2 separate regions of the Mus musculus genome follow, and region 1 is linked to region 2. A link is a contact called in public Micro-C data. All regions are on one chromosome and are shown on one strand. The core of a region is the stretch at or near the end of the contact, and the rest is flanking DNA. Distances in the headings are between cores, read along the strand shown.

What was found. A called contact is a pair of places that touch in the nucleus more often than the background predicts.
Region 1: a contact with region 2 is called in a Micro-C map of embryonic stem cells, with 2.8 times the contacts expected there. The contact joins two enhancer-like sites. A contact is called at or near these places in 2 of 484 Hi-C or Micro-C datasets (both in embryonic stem cells), 1 of 115 datasets of contacts at active chromatin or transcription factors (pancreatic cancer cells) and 2 of 9 other capture datasets (adipose tissue and liver).

The regions. Positions count from the first base shown.
Region 1 is chr5:24,745,862-24,752,630 of GRCm38.p6, forward strand. It overlaps Crygn (crystallin, gamma N), which reads right to left. Exons shown (of 4, transcript NM_153076.3): 4 at 5,141-5,328. The coding sequence ends at 5,193. Among named protein-coding and RNA genes, the nearest start is that of Gm33591, 7.8 kb to the right of the region's middle. Within about 2 kb of position 5,005, at least 295 of the 459 cell types and tissues checked have an H3K27ac peak or open chromatin away from gene starts, as enhancers often do. A contact at or near this core is called in embryonic stem cells and liver, where this site is marked.
Region 2 is chr5:24,383,255-24,390,071 of GRCm38.p6, forward strand. Atg9b (autophagy related 9B) reads right to left here. Exons shown (of 14, transcript NM_001002897.3): 5 at 6,527-6,668; 6 at 4,435-5,189; 7 at 4,133-4,289; 8 at 3,694-3,873; 9 at 3,056-3,292; 10 at 2,754-2,887; 11 at 2,499-2,595; 12 at 2,192-2,315; 13 at 1,970-2,109; 14 at 927-1,817. The coding sequence ends at 1,985. Nos3 (nitric oxide synthase 3, endothelial cell) reads left to right here. Exons shown (of 26, transcript NM_008713.4): 24 at 6-154; 25 at 276-470; 26 at 564-1,220. The coding sequence ends at 725. Among named protein-coding and RNA genes, the nearest start is that of Atg9b, 5.5 kb to the right of the region's middle. Within about 2 kb of position 4,632, at least 113 of the 459 cell types and tissues checked have an H3K27ac peak or open chromatin away from gene starts, as enhancers often do. A contact at or near this core is called in embryonic stem cells and liver, where this site is marked.

The sequences.
Region 1 (6,769 bases), core at 3,755-6,254, 360 kb after region 2:
AACTCCTATGCACACATTCACACTGCTGTGTGCACACTCACACTGTGTACACACTCACACTGCTGTGTGCACATTCACACTGTGTACACACACTGCTGGGCACACATTCACACTGATGTGTATACATTCACACTACTATGTATACATTTACATTGCTGTGTGCACACTCACTGCTGTATAGACACTCACATTGCTATGTGCACATTTACACTGCTGTGGTACACATTCACACTGTGTGTACATTCACACTGCTATGTGCACATTCACACTGCTGTGCACACATTCACACTGTGTACACACATGCACACTGCTGTGTGAACATTCACACTGTGTACACACACTCACACTGCTGTGTGCACATTTACAGTGCCATATTACACATTCACACTGTGTGCACATTCACACTGCTGTGTACACATTGTCACCACCTCAGCCCAGCACTGTACCTTCTCCAGCTGGTAGGATTTGAATGTAGAATGCCCCCCAATAGGGTCCTGTGCTTGCACTCTTGGTCTCCAGCTGGTGACACTGTTTTGGGAAGATTGTAGAATCTTTGGGACATATAGGATATATAGTCCAGCTCTCAGATACGGGTCTCTGGAGCAAACCTTGAAGAATATGCATCTCTGATCCTGGCTGGGGCCCCCAGCTACCTTCCCCACCAACAGACACATAGTGGTAAAAAACCCCACCACAGTCTGGCTATCATGATGGCCCATACCTTCTGAAACTATAAGCCCAGATAAACCTTCTAAAAGTTGCTCTGTAGGTATTCTGACAGTGAGAAAAGTAGCTAACACACCAAAGGGAACTCTGTGGCGGTTTATTTATTATTATTTATCACTATTATTATTGGTTTTGTTTTTTGGATATAATGTTTCTCTGTGTAGCCCTGGCGGTCCTGGAACTCACTCTGTAGACTAGGCTGGCTTTAAACTCACAGAGCTCTGCTTCTCTGCCCTTCTCTCTGCCTCTCTGCCTCTCTGCCTCTCTGCCTCTCTCTGCCTCTCTGCCTCTCTGCCTCTCCTCCCTGCCTCTCTGCCTCTCTGCCTCTCTGCCTCTTTGCCTCTCCTCTCTGCCTCTCTGCCTCTCTGCCTCTCTGCCTCTCTGCCTCTCTGCCTCTCTGCCTCTTTGCCTCTCCTCTCTGCCTCTCTCTCTGCCTCTCTGTCTCTCTGTTTCTCTGCCTCTGCCTTGAGTGCTAGGATTCAAGACCTTCACTACCACACCCTGCAGTGGTTTATTTTTGGTTTCACAGTGGTGGGGCTAGAATTCAGAGCCTCACACATGGTAGGGTAAGTGCTCAGCCACTAGCTACACCCTCAGCCATGAAGCTGGATTTTAAAACATGTCTCGTCTCACAGGTTATGTTAAAACCTCTACCGAGGTTTCTAGAGGGAAAAGGACACTTAGGGGTTAGCTCTGCTCTGAAGGCTTTCCAGCCAAGGAGTGGCCAAGCAGGACACAGCTGGAGATGGGGCAGAGGGAAGCCAGGGAAAGGAGTGGACAGAGACTAGTGCATCACCCTGGTATGGGCTGAGGAGTAGGGAGAGGCACACCACAGCCATGGCTAGGCATCAGTATGGGCTTCAAAGGGAAAGTTTTCCCCTGTGGTCTGACCAGGCCTGATAAACAATGCCTTCAGATCCCTGACCAGCAAGGGGTCTGAGGAACACGGAGATGGCTCTAAGAAGGCCCAGTTTTCCAAACCGCAGCATGGAGACAGAAATGGGAGAAGCATGTACCACACTAAAGGCTCTCTCATCTTCGTTCCATCGACCCCCTGGATGGACTTCAGATAAACTGCACAGCTGCCCACAGGCTCTGCAGTGAGAAGCTTGTTTTTCTTCTTCCTGACCAAAAGCAGATTTTACTGACAGATTAGCAAGCAGGGGGCTGGGGTGACAGGGAGGTCACCCAGGAATGCAAAGCTGTGTGAAACACTGACTCGCCCTAATGAGGCGCCTCTGTTCCTGGGAGCTGGGAGAGAGGCAAATTCAAGAGGAGTCCCTGCAACTGGCTTTGGCAAGGTAGGGCAGTGGGTGCCATCTGGCTCCCAGGAGGAAGCCCCTCCCCCATTAGAGCAGACTATTATCCCCCACCCCAGTGCCTCTGTGGACACTGAGGCACAGGGCAGTGAAGTGGTAACTTCTAGCTCTGGAAAGTTAGCTATGCCAAATGATGTTGTGCTGGGGCACACAGGTGAAAGGATGTCTTGTTACAGCAAACACGTGAAAGACTGATTTCCTGAAGCAGACACGGGTGAAAGGATGTGTGATGGAGAAGTATAAATAAGACCCCACAGACAGTGGGAGAGGAGCACTGAGCCTTCATTTGGTTTGCTCTGCCTCACTATTCTTCACTAAAGACATGCATTTATTGGTTCTCCTTTCATACTGTTGTTGAGCTCAACTTGTGGTAATGCTGTCATTGAGAGAAACTCACCCAAGAACTGCTCATAAGGTTCCTGCAGCAGCTTGCTTGCCTCCACAGCCTCACTGTAGGCTGGTTGGTGAGCCTGGCGGTTTTTTCAGGATTGAACTACAGCTGCCTGGTGTCTGCGTGCTGAAAGGACTGGACTGCAGCTGCTGGTTTGTGCCTGGTATCTGCCTGCCTAGAGGGCTGCTCTGCAGCTGCTGAGTTGTATTTGGTGTTTGTTATGGGACTGAACTGCTGTCCAAAAAGATCAAACTCGTTCCCAAAGAACCATTGCTGAACGGGTCCACCTCCTCCATATCCTAATACCTTTTCTCCTCCATACCTCTGCTGGGTGATGGGCTAGAAGAGAGAGGTGGAACCCTCATTAAAAGTGGGTTGCAAGCCGGGCGTGGTGGAGCACGCCTTTAATCCCAGCATGCGGGAGGCAGAGGCAGGCAGATTTCTGAGTTTGAGGCCAGCCTGGTCTACTGAGTGAGTTCCAGGACAGCCAGGGCTACACAGAGAAACCCTGTCTCAAAAAAAAAAAAAAAAAAAAAGTGGGTTGCAAAAAAGTGTATGGCTATAGGGTCACCCCTGAGTGAGAGTCCTGCTGTCACCCAGTTCTTCTCCCTGCTTCCCTCGAGTACATGGTCACTGACTGACACACACATCATAAAGCGCTTCACTTCACGTTGGGAGCACAGCTCCATGGCTGCATGCAAACTGCCATGCTGCAACAACTGTCCTCTCACAGGTCGCTGGGCTTCTTTAGTTGTGTTTGGTGTTGGCTTTTTTTAGACAGGGCCTCACTCCTGGCTGGCCTGGAACTTGCTATGTAGATCAAGTTGGCCTTGAACTTGCAGTGATCTACCTGCCTCTGCTTAGGGGGGGGGGGGGGCTTGAGTCACCACAGCTGGCTTGCGCTTTCACATATGTAGGGTGCGTGTAACAGATAGGTTTGCATTATTTCACAAAGAACAGGACTTTTGGTTTTCTCCCAAGCTCAAGTCAAATATCCTAATATATGCAAATGTGTTTCAGTGTAGGGGCAATGGGTCTGAATCCTGCTTGCTATGTCATACCAAGCAAGTTACTTAGCTGTCTTAGTCTAACCATCTCATTTGTCCAGGGGTGATAAGAAGCACGGGTGTCTCTGTATAGATCAAGTAAAACTGCATGAATTATATCTACTGAAGAGCCTGGTATAAAGTCAGCGCTCAATAAACACCCATAGTAATGCTATTCACAGTAAGCAAAAGAGTGTGAGACCCTTAGCCAGGGCCAGCTGGATTCTGCCCTCCTCTGATGTGTTAGGGGCTGGAGTGGATGGTTATGGAGGAGAAGGAAGGACAGACAGGGCCCTGTCTTCCTCCAGGAAGGCCTTACTCACTCATGGAAGCAAGCTGGCTGCAACTCTCCCACAAAGGGGTCTGCTCCTGTTCCTGAGCAACACGCAGGGTTGACTCGAAACAGACTCCCTTCCCAAGGGGTCCTTGGCCTAAGCCTCAAGGGGATGGAGGGTCCCTTGGGAGCTGTCAGTTTTCTGAGCTTTAGTGGCTTCTGGTGGAATGCAGTAGAGTCAGCAAGCCCTGGGGACTCATATGGCAGAGGATACGCCTGTGCTCTCTACCCAGAGGCTGCTTAACGTAGCTCTACCTAGAACAATCCTCTACTGTCCTGGGGTGACCCAGGGCCCTGAGTCATTCATCTTTGCCCTCTGCCTAGCCCCTGGTGACAGCATCACCTGTGTGAACGCAGTGATTTTTAATGATATTCTTTTTCTCATTTCCTTCGGTGTAGGGAGGTAGAGGAGGAAATGAGGCAGGAGAGGTGGGAGACACTGGTCAGGGAGGACCAGGGTCTACAGGCAGGGGCAGGGAAATAACCTGAGCCGCCATCTTATCTGGACAACCCCCCTCAAGGAGCCTTTCCTCTCTCAATGGGGAACAACGTTGGCATTCGAGGATGTGGACCCCTTTATCAGAAACCCCACTGCAGGGGTCTCCTCCGGTCTTCCATTCCCGGAAACGTGTTCTCCAGATTTACGCCCAGCCCCAAGGCGGACCGAATGTCTTGGAAAAGATCTGATGACAGGGAAGCTCTATAGAGTTGCTCCGGGAGCCGCGCAAAGGCGGAGGCTGAGTGATATCCTGCAGGGACAGTCGTTGTCTAGTGCCTCAGGACCCTGATAGCTTCTTCCAGGTCTCCATTCCCCGGATTCCAGGGGCATGACTCCGCCCTTCTCTATCACCTGGCCTCTCCCTCCCAAATCAGCCAGGACTCTTCCTCTTAGCCAGCCCCTCCCTTCCCCTGGCCTTCCTCTCCCCCACCCCCAGCTCCCCCACGCCTCTTTCCTCCTGCCCCGCCCCTCTTCTTCTCGCCCCCACCGCTTCCCAGCAAGCAAGCTTCCTCTTCTCCCCCACCCCGCCCTTCACCTTCACCCCCTTTCCCATCCCCATTTTTCATCCTCCTCCCACCCCCACCCCCGCCACCTCGCCCCTCCTCTCGGGCGTGGCCCCCTAGCAGGAGAAAACAGCCTGCCTGCGTCCTGCTCGCGGGCGCCCTCGTGTGGCCTTGGGCCCCGAGGCGGCTGCTGCTCTGGCTAGGCTTTGGCGGGGGAGGGAGTTAGTTGGCTTCCTTGCTCCAGCAGGCTTCCTTCCCCCTGCCGGGTTGGGGCCCGCCAGCCGGTGAGAGGCCTAGAAAGCACTCCGAGGCCCGCCAGCACTCCGCTTTCTGGATATTTATTGCCTCCGTGGGTCGCACGTACGCAGTTGGGACTAGAAGAAGTTGAGCACCCGGCGGAGCGACTGCACGCGTGCGCTGTGGGCCCCCCAGTCGGAGAAGCAGCGGTAGTCTCCTCTCTCCAACACGTACATGCGGCCGCGGTAGTTTGGCTCCTCATAGAGGACCCACCTGAAGGGCAGAGGAAGGGCGAGTCACCCGGAGGGAACCACACGAGGACGCTTCCCCGGCCCCGGCCCCGCCCCCGCCCCTCGGTCCTAGCTCCTCACTACCTTGATTGACGATATCTGATTCGGGCTTGGTGCTGGGGTTCGACAAGATGGGGACTGCCCAGTAATTGACCATCCCATGACAAAAGCGAGAGCGACTGGGGATGCACTATGCCCAGTCACCCACCAAAGGGCCATTTTTGCACAGAGTACCCAGCTCTTGACAGGACGCCTGACACAAACTGGGGACCGTTCCCACTGTGTATCCACTCAGCCAACAGCCGTGGCGGTGCCTGTGCTCTAGTACAAGTGGGCTGTGCTGCCTGCGTTGTACAGAGGATCTGGAGCTGGCAGGACAGGAGGTCTGACAAGAGCGCCCTTGTGTTGGGGGATTTGGGGGGAAGGTGTGTACCAGGCCCCTGTCCTTTACAACCCAGTGGACCAGGGAATCAGGAAGATTAACTGGGAAGATCGGATGGGTGGTCTCTTCCTGGGAACAGGCATAAGGAAAAGGTTCTTAATAAGTATAGAGGTGTAAATGTGGGACCCAGGGAGAGTCGTCGTGTGGACGCTCTCACTTGGGGCTCAGGTTTGGAGGCTGGCCTAAGGGAGCTAGGAAGTCGGGGAGGAGGAGCCGCCAGGCCTGCCTGCACCAGAGGGCTGTCTCTGTCTTTACCTCGGGCTCTCCCCTCCCCCTCTTTCACTAGAGTAGAAAACAGCTTTTCTCTGGGGCAGGACTCCCTCGGGCGTGCTCGGGTGCTCACGGCCTCTTGAGGAGATGGCTGAGATCCAGGTTGTAGTATTACTCTGACCTCTCTTCTCGGGGAACCTCCCTCCCGCGATGTGCCTAGGCAGTTCCTACTCAGTCCCAAACTTCTCAAATTCCCTCCCAGGGAGTGTCCTTGCCTTTCTGCTTGCAGACAGCTCAGCCGAGAGAGAGGGGGAGGGGGAGGGGGAGAGGGAGAAACTAAAGGTCACATAGCTCACTTCCTTTTCCTTAGCCCTTAGCTCTTCCACTCCAAGTCATCGTAGGCCCCTCCCTTCATCATCTTGACCCCTCAACTGGTAAATGGTACAATCTGACAGTAGGGTCAGGGATTGGAAACTAAGGGGTGTGTGTGTGGGGGGGTGTCATGCTAGGGACGAGCAGATCACTTCCTTACAACCACAGCCTTCCACCACATAGCTAGAGTCTCCAAGAGAGTGAGCCAGTCTCTATTCTGTACTGCCCTGAGCCATCTTGGAGCTCTTGTGGACATTCTGAAAGGAAAAGGGACCTGGCTGGTGTGACAGCTAATCCTGCGCATCCTTGCTCACCTAGCTGCAACTCTTAGAGGAAAGCAACAGAGAAGGGGTCTCTGGGGAGGCGGCTCAGCAGATAAGAGCACTGGCTGCTTGTCCAG
Region 2 (6,817 bases), core at 3,382-5,881:
CACAGGGCTACAACCTGCCCCCATGACTTTGGTGTTTGGCTGCCGATGCTCCCAACTGGACCATCTCTACCGGGACGAGGTACTGGACGCCCAGCAGCGTGGGGTGTTTGGACAAGTCCTCACCGCCTTTTCCAGGGATCCTGGCAGCCCCAAGGTACCAGGGGCGGGTGTAGAGATAGCGTGACAAGGCCGTTCCCAAGCCCCGCCCCTCCCAAACCCATCTTACCCGGGCACGCCCCTGGCCTGGGCGTTCTCACAGCAAGGCCCGTCCCTAGACCTACGTGCAAGACCTCCTGAGGACAGAGCTAGCCGCGGAGGTTCACCGTGTGCTGTGCCTTGAGCAAGGACATATGTTTGTCTGCGGCGATGTCACTATGGCAACCAGCGTCCTGCAAACCGTGCAGAGAATTCTGGCAACAGAGGGCGGCATGGAGCTGGATGAAGCCGGTGACGTCATCGGCGTGCTGCGGGTGCGAAAGGGCAGACCTGGCCGGGCTAGGGTAGATCTATGCTGACAGCTCCTGTTCGGGTTCTAATCCATTGAGTTCTTTTCCTCCCCTCAGGATCAGCAACGCTACCACGAGGACATTTTCGGACTCACATTGCGCACCCAGGAGGTGACAAGCCGCATACGCACCCAGAGCTTTTCTTTGCAGGAGCGACAGCTGAGGGGCGCAGTGCCCTGGTCCTTTGACCCGCCTGGCCCAGAAATACCTGGTTCCTGACAGTCTTCCTCCCCTCCAGTTCCCGGAAAGAGGGATTGTGTCACTTCGTTCGGTTGACCAAGGCTAGCCACCCTCTCTGAAGAATGCCTACAGCATTGGTTGCAAGGCTGCCAATTTAAGATCTTTCTTCTCTCTCCAGTTTACCTAGGCTGGGGGGGGGGGGTCGGCCTAAATCTTGAAGGTTCCTCCGGCTGTGGTAGTTAGGGCATCCTGCTGCCCTCTTCATATGCTTTGATGGACTGTAGACTCCCTTTAACTCTCTCTCTGGAGTATCTTACGTTTAAAGTCTAAGTCATCCCGGTATTTATTGAAAAATTATCATAAAAGACCATGCCAGATGCCCAACCCAAACCTTGTGAGTTACAATGATTGAAAATGAGACTTGTTCAATGCTTTAATGTGTAAAGATGTTGGGATAATAATTCTTTGACAGTGAGTCCCAGACACCTCTCTGTAACCCAGTACTCTGCAAAAAAAAAAAAGTTTCTAACCAGGGACAGACAGTTTTGCGCTTGAGTGAACAGGTGCAGTCCTCAGCTTCCAAGAGTGGGGCGTGCCAGACATTCCCATGGCAAAGATGTGCAGCTCAACCATGAGCAATTTCTGCTGCTTGTTTCGTACAGGATGAGGAGTCCCACCCACTTCCTCCTGCTATCACAGCAGTGCTGACGTCCAAAACCAGCAGCCCTCTCTGGTTTTTCCACTCACCCGTCTCCATATTCCCCACCCCTAGTCCCACAGGAACTCAAAGGGGAGGTCGACAGGAACAACTTCCCTAACACTGAGTTGAACCATGCCTGGGCCCTGGCCCCACCTTGAGGCCACTGGGGTCCTTCCCAGGCAACTGCTCCACAACCAGCCAGGCTAGTGTTCTCTTATCCTCACTTGTGGGGCCCATCTGTAGGCTACCTCAGCTCACAATCATCTCCTACTTTTTCACTGTTCTCCGGGCAAGCCCCTCTTTGACTCCCAGATATGGCCAACTAAAATATCCTGGGCCTGTCATCGGAAATAGGAATGGAGCTCAGAAGATGGCTTCAAGTGTCCTTCCATGCCACCCATCAAATTTCCTGCAGCTGGAAAAGCCAGAACCTGTAAGAGGAAAGGACTGTTAGCAAGCATTCCAGGCACCTAGAGACTGCCCTACCACCCCAGATCTAACTAGTATCTCTGCCCCACCAAAACTGGCCCCAAGCTAGTTTCCTTATCCTTGCCTGCTTAACCCCCATGTGGGCAATACCGACCTGAGATATCCTCAGTCAGTGCAAGGGGCCTGTTAGGGGCTCCTTCTGGGTGTCTGTGTTCTCCTGAAACCCCTTTGGGAACAGATTCTGGGCCCTCTGGGTGCCCCACTGTTGTCTTGGGCTAGAAGCAGGACTGGAGCCTGGAGATAAATGTCACTGAGTGAGCGTGTCATGATGCACAAGAAACACCAGGATCTTGCTCCCATCCCCTATACTCCTCACCATCACTTGACCAAGATGGCTTCTCCTCATCAGGTGAGCCTGGCTGTGAAGGGCTGGACCAGGGCCTGGATGGGGAGGAAGCTGAAGCCTCTCCCCATAGTTCTTGCTGCTGCTGTTGATGAAGCTAGATGGTGAAAGAAGGAGAAGGATGAAGACCAGGGGCTCCCTCATATGTGGGGGCAGGAAGCAAGGCCTAGCTCCTCCGCTAGGAACAGAGAGCTCACAGTTCCCGCTAAGAACCTTTTAGATTCTGCCCCATTCCCAGCATTCACTTCATTCGCCTTCTTCCCACAGTCCCTCTACACACCTGATGTAGGTAAATAGCGTGGAGGCTCATCTCAGCAGAGACAAGCTCTGGGAGCTGGGTCAGCTTCTGGCCCCCTGTGCCTCCTGGGGACACACAGCTAAAACAAGATGTACCCAGTTAAGAGTCAGCCCCCTCACAGAGGAAGGCAGTCCAGGCTTCCCCTCACCTTCCAAGACTCCTCAGCACCCTAGTACCCTCTCCCAGAGAATCACCACCAATCCAGACTCCCCTGCATCTCAGGCCTCCACCTCTCACCTGGGGTCCTGGACCATTCGTGAAATAGAGGCAAGGAGGCTGGCTGTGGCTGCAGCAGGGCAGGGGGCTGTGGGACTCAGGTCCCTCTGGGGTGGGCGGGGATTTACCAAGAGGTTGGCAAGGAAGGCTTCTGGCTAAACAAAAGAGAGCCAAAGGGTGGAGAAAAGGATAAGGGGAGAGTCCAAAGGAGGGACAGAGATATGATGGGTTGAGCCTGGCTGCCAGGGTAACACATAAAGTTAGAAATGCCAGGGAGAGATGGAGGGTGGCAAGAACAAAGGGTAGGCAGGCGTGGGACTTACCAGAGGGGATGTACAGTCACTGAGCACTCCTGGGGTGGGGGGACTCCGAGTCGAGGGAGCACCCCAGGCAGCTGCATCTTGTTGTACCCGGCCCCGAAGGTGTCCAAGGAACTTAGAGCTGTGCCCTGGTGGCTGCCATTGTGGGTGTGCCAGGGAGAACCGCATTAAGGAGAGTTCGGTCTTTCCATCCTCTGCACGCTGAGAGAGTGAGGCCTCTGTCTGTCCCTCTGAAAGCCACTGCAAGGAAGGGAGTCCTTCTGGTATTAGGGACACCAAGATTCAGCTAGGCAGGATGAAAAATACTGCCCCATAGATGAAGGCTGCGATGGGAACTCTTTAAAGATTATCCAGGAGTAGGGCAGTGGAGCAAGGCATAGGCATTTGGTCTGAGATACAGCTAGCTTTGAATGTTTGCTCCCCTGTGCAGTCCTAGTTCCTAAGACAAGACAATCCTACACTCCACTCTTCCACCACCTAGCCCTCATGTGGTGGTGGTGGGGGGAGCAGTCTTTGCTCCCATTTATCAACTTATTTCAAAATAATGTACCAGCAAAGAGCTCTATAAACCTGACAAGCTTTAGTGAAGCAAACAAATGCCCATCCAATACAACTTCTTAAGGTCAGAGAAGAGCTCTAACCTGAGGATGCCCGTGGCGCTTCACATCCATTAATGCAAAAGAACAGATGTCCCCTACACCAGCCACATCCACAGTGAAGTGATGAAAAAAGTCAATAATCTCCAGAGCACGGGGGCGGAACCAGAAGAGCAGAAACAATGGGGTCAGGAGTGGAGACAGGAGCTCTTCCAGGAGGGAGACCTGAGGAAGCAGGGGTGAAGCTGAGCAGAGATCATACAAAGGACCCATGTTCCAGATGAAGGCTGCAATGGGGACCTACAAGTGATCAGGGTCCAGAGCCTCCAGGAACACTCTCTAAGGTCTGAAGATTCCAACCACTCATTCCGAAGCCGCCTCATGGACACACACTCCCACCCTGCCCATGTGACCCACAACTTCTCCCAGGCTAATCCTTTGTATAGAGCCTATTCCATAGCTCCCTGCAGGCTCCGTTACTCACTGCTCGGTACTGAAGCAGCTGCGCCATCTGCCAGTAAGAGCTGGCTCGAGCACCCGTTGCACCAGGCTCCTCTGGGAGGTAATGCATGTGCGCCAGGGCTGCCTGCAGCAGAAGCTGGGAGGAACGCCCCTGGCATTGCTCTTCTGGAATGAAGGACCTGTGGGGTGAGAAATGTGGTTAGGAGGACCAACAGGTGGGACGCAGGGCAGAAGCGCACGGATGGTGACAGCTAAGGTTTGCTAAGGGAAAGGTCAGAGAAGGGGCACACACCAATATCTCCTCCCAGATATGTGCCATCTAACCTGGCCACAGTGGCTGTGACCCCGAGCGCCGTCATGGTAGTGAGCACATGCTCCACGGCCAACACGTCCTCATCGTAGATGGTGAGCACTAGCAGCGCGGCAAAGAGAGCTCCCGAGAAGAAGACCAGCTGGCGGGCCAGCAGCGCGCGCAGGGGAGCTGGGGGCTCCGCTGCACGCAGGAAGGCGGCGGCGGGCCGGTAGGCGCGGCCCAGGCGCGCACGCAGCTCGTGCGGCAGCTCGTTAAAGTGGCGAAGCTGCAGGCGGGCCAGGCGGGACCAGCGGCGCGCCCCGAAGGCTCCGGGCTCGCGCCGCAGCAGCTCCACGTGGCTGTAGAAGGCGTGCAATACCTGCCAGGCCAGCACCAGCGGGCTCAGGGCCAAGTTCACGGCGGCCAGCAGCAGCACCGTGCGCCGCCAGCGGTTAGCCAGGACGCCCCGGAGGTCGCTGCGCTTGTAGGCTTCGGGAAGCTCCCAGCCCCCGCGGAAGAGTGAGAAGGGACCGCGGAAGAGCAGCAAGTCCACGTTGAGCGCCAGGCCGCGGCTGAGGAAGGCGGCGCTGCTCCCCCAGGGCAGCGGGCAGCGGGCAGGCAGCAGACCCTTGTTGGCTAACGCTACCTGGTAGTTGGTGTAGCGCAGGATGCGGTGGTGGACGTCCAGTTCCGTCAGCGGCCGCGGCTGCACACACAGCCCACCGCTCCTCTGCAGTTCCAGGAGGCGAGACTGCACCTCGGCCCAGGGTACCGAGCTGAGCTCCTCCTGAGAAGAGGGAACAGGGAAGCCTAGGGACCAGTATCCCTTCCCCTCCACAGAGACGCACAACCTCCACGACTCGCTGAGCTGCCTGCGAACTCCAGCCCTGGTGGCCTGCCTCCCTATCATTAGGTTGTGCCTTCTTCTAGACCTTCTGCTAATAGAAGCACAGCGCTTCTCCGTTCTTTCGCCCCTTCTCAATTATTCTGCTCATCACTTCTTGCTGACAACTCTTAAGTGAACTTAAGTGACTGGGACCTGGCTTCCTTTTTTGAGCCCCCCTTCAGCCCCACATATAAAAGAATGAGATATCTACATCGCTGCTTTCTGCCTGAGGAAACTTAAGAACGGCGACAGTGCTCACCCCCACCTCAAGGCCACTTCGTACAATCACTTGATTAGCTTTCACACAACCCTGCCTGTGTGTGTCTGCGGGGACAGAATGCTCCCATACTTCATTTGGAGAGACCCATGTGAGCTGCAAGCCTCACTTTAGCCCAGTCTCCCCAGTTCAGTTATTTCCTCAGGACCAGCCTCCACAGCTCCCCTGCCCAGCATCTTCCCCTCTGCTGGAGGACCGGGCCTGGTAGCGCACACCTTTAATCCCAGCACTCGGGAGGCAAAGGCAGGTGGATTTCTGAGTTCAAGGCCAGCCTGGTCTACAAAGTGAGCTCCAGGACAGCCAGGGCTACACAGAGAAACCCTGTCTCGAAAAAACCAAAAAAAAAAAAAAAAAAAAAAGAGGAAGGCAAAGGATGGGCCCCATTGCCCCAGCACTGGCTGTGCCTGGTGCCTCCCTACTCTAATGGCTCAGAACATCCAAGGGAAAGGAAGATATGTGGACCAATATCCTAACAAAATCTTAGGGACAAAGATAGAAGGAACATGACCAGGGGATAATGAAGAGGCCAAGAGAGTGGCTTATATTCCAAGTGCCCTAGAAGGCTCTATTTCCGGCAAGCAAGCCCAGCTCCACTGCCTGCAGGCATCCAGGTTTTTCTCACTTCCTGCCCAGAGGCTTGGGTAGCCCGCCCTTCACCCTGGCCTGACCTTCCTCAACCAATCAGGATGCCTCCTGATCTAGAAAGCCAGTGACAGCCCTTCCTATAAACAGCCATTGTTTTTACCACCCACATGTGACTGTAAGTCACTGTCATGACCCATCGAGTGAAGGATGCTTCACACAGGTCAGATCCAAGCTTGCTAAGTGCCTGAACCTGCCTCCTGACAGTACTCCAGGCCCTGGGCAGGTATCATTCAGCTTCCATCTTTCTGTTCCTCTCAGTGGGTCTTTCCACCTGAATGGCCCTGTCCAGTGCCCATAATGTCACAAGCAGGCTTACTGGGGGAATGTGCAGGGCCTCCCTGTAAAACACCTGGATGTCCCAGTAGCTGAAGAGGTTGCAGACCGAGCGAAGCAGCTGGAACAGCCAGAAGCCAGCAGCCAGGACTAGGAGGAAGACCAACAGGGGACTGTCGTGGATCCTGCAAGAGGTTGGACAGGGAGGGTAACATAAAGGTGGGAAACCCACAGAAAGGAAACGGTCACAGAAGGGCTGAGGAGGGGTCCTCAGTGAGCCCTTGAGAAATGCCCACAAAGTTCACACTTCACAAACGACATTCATGCCCTCTGC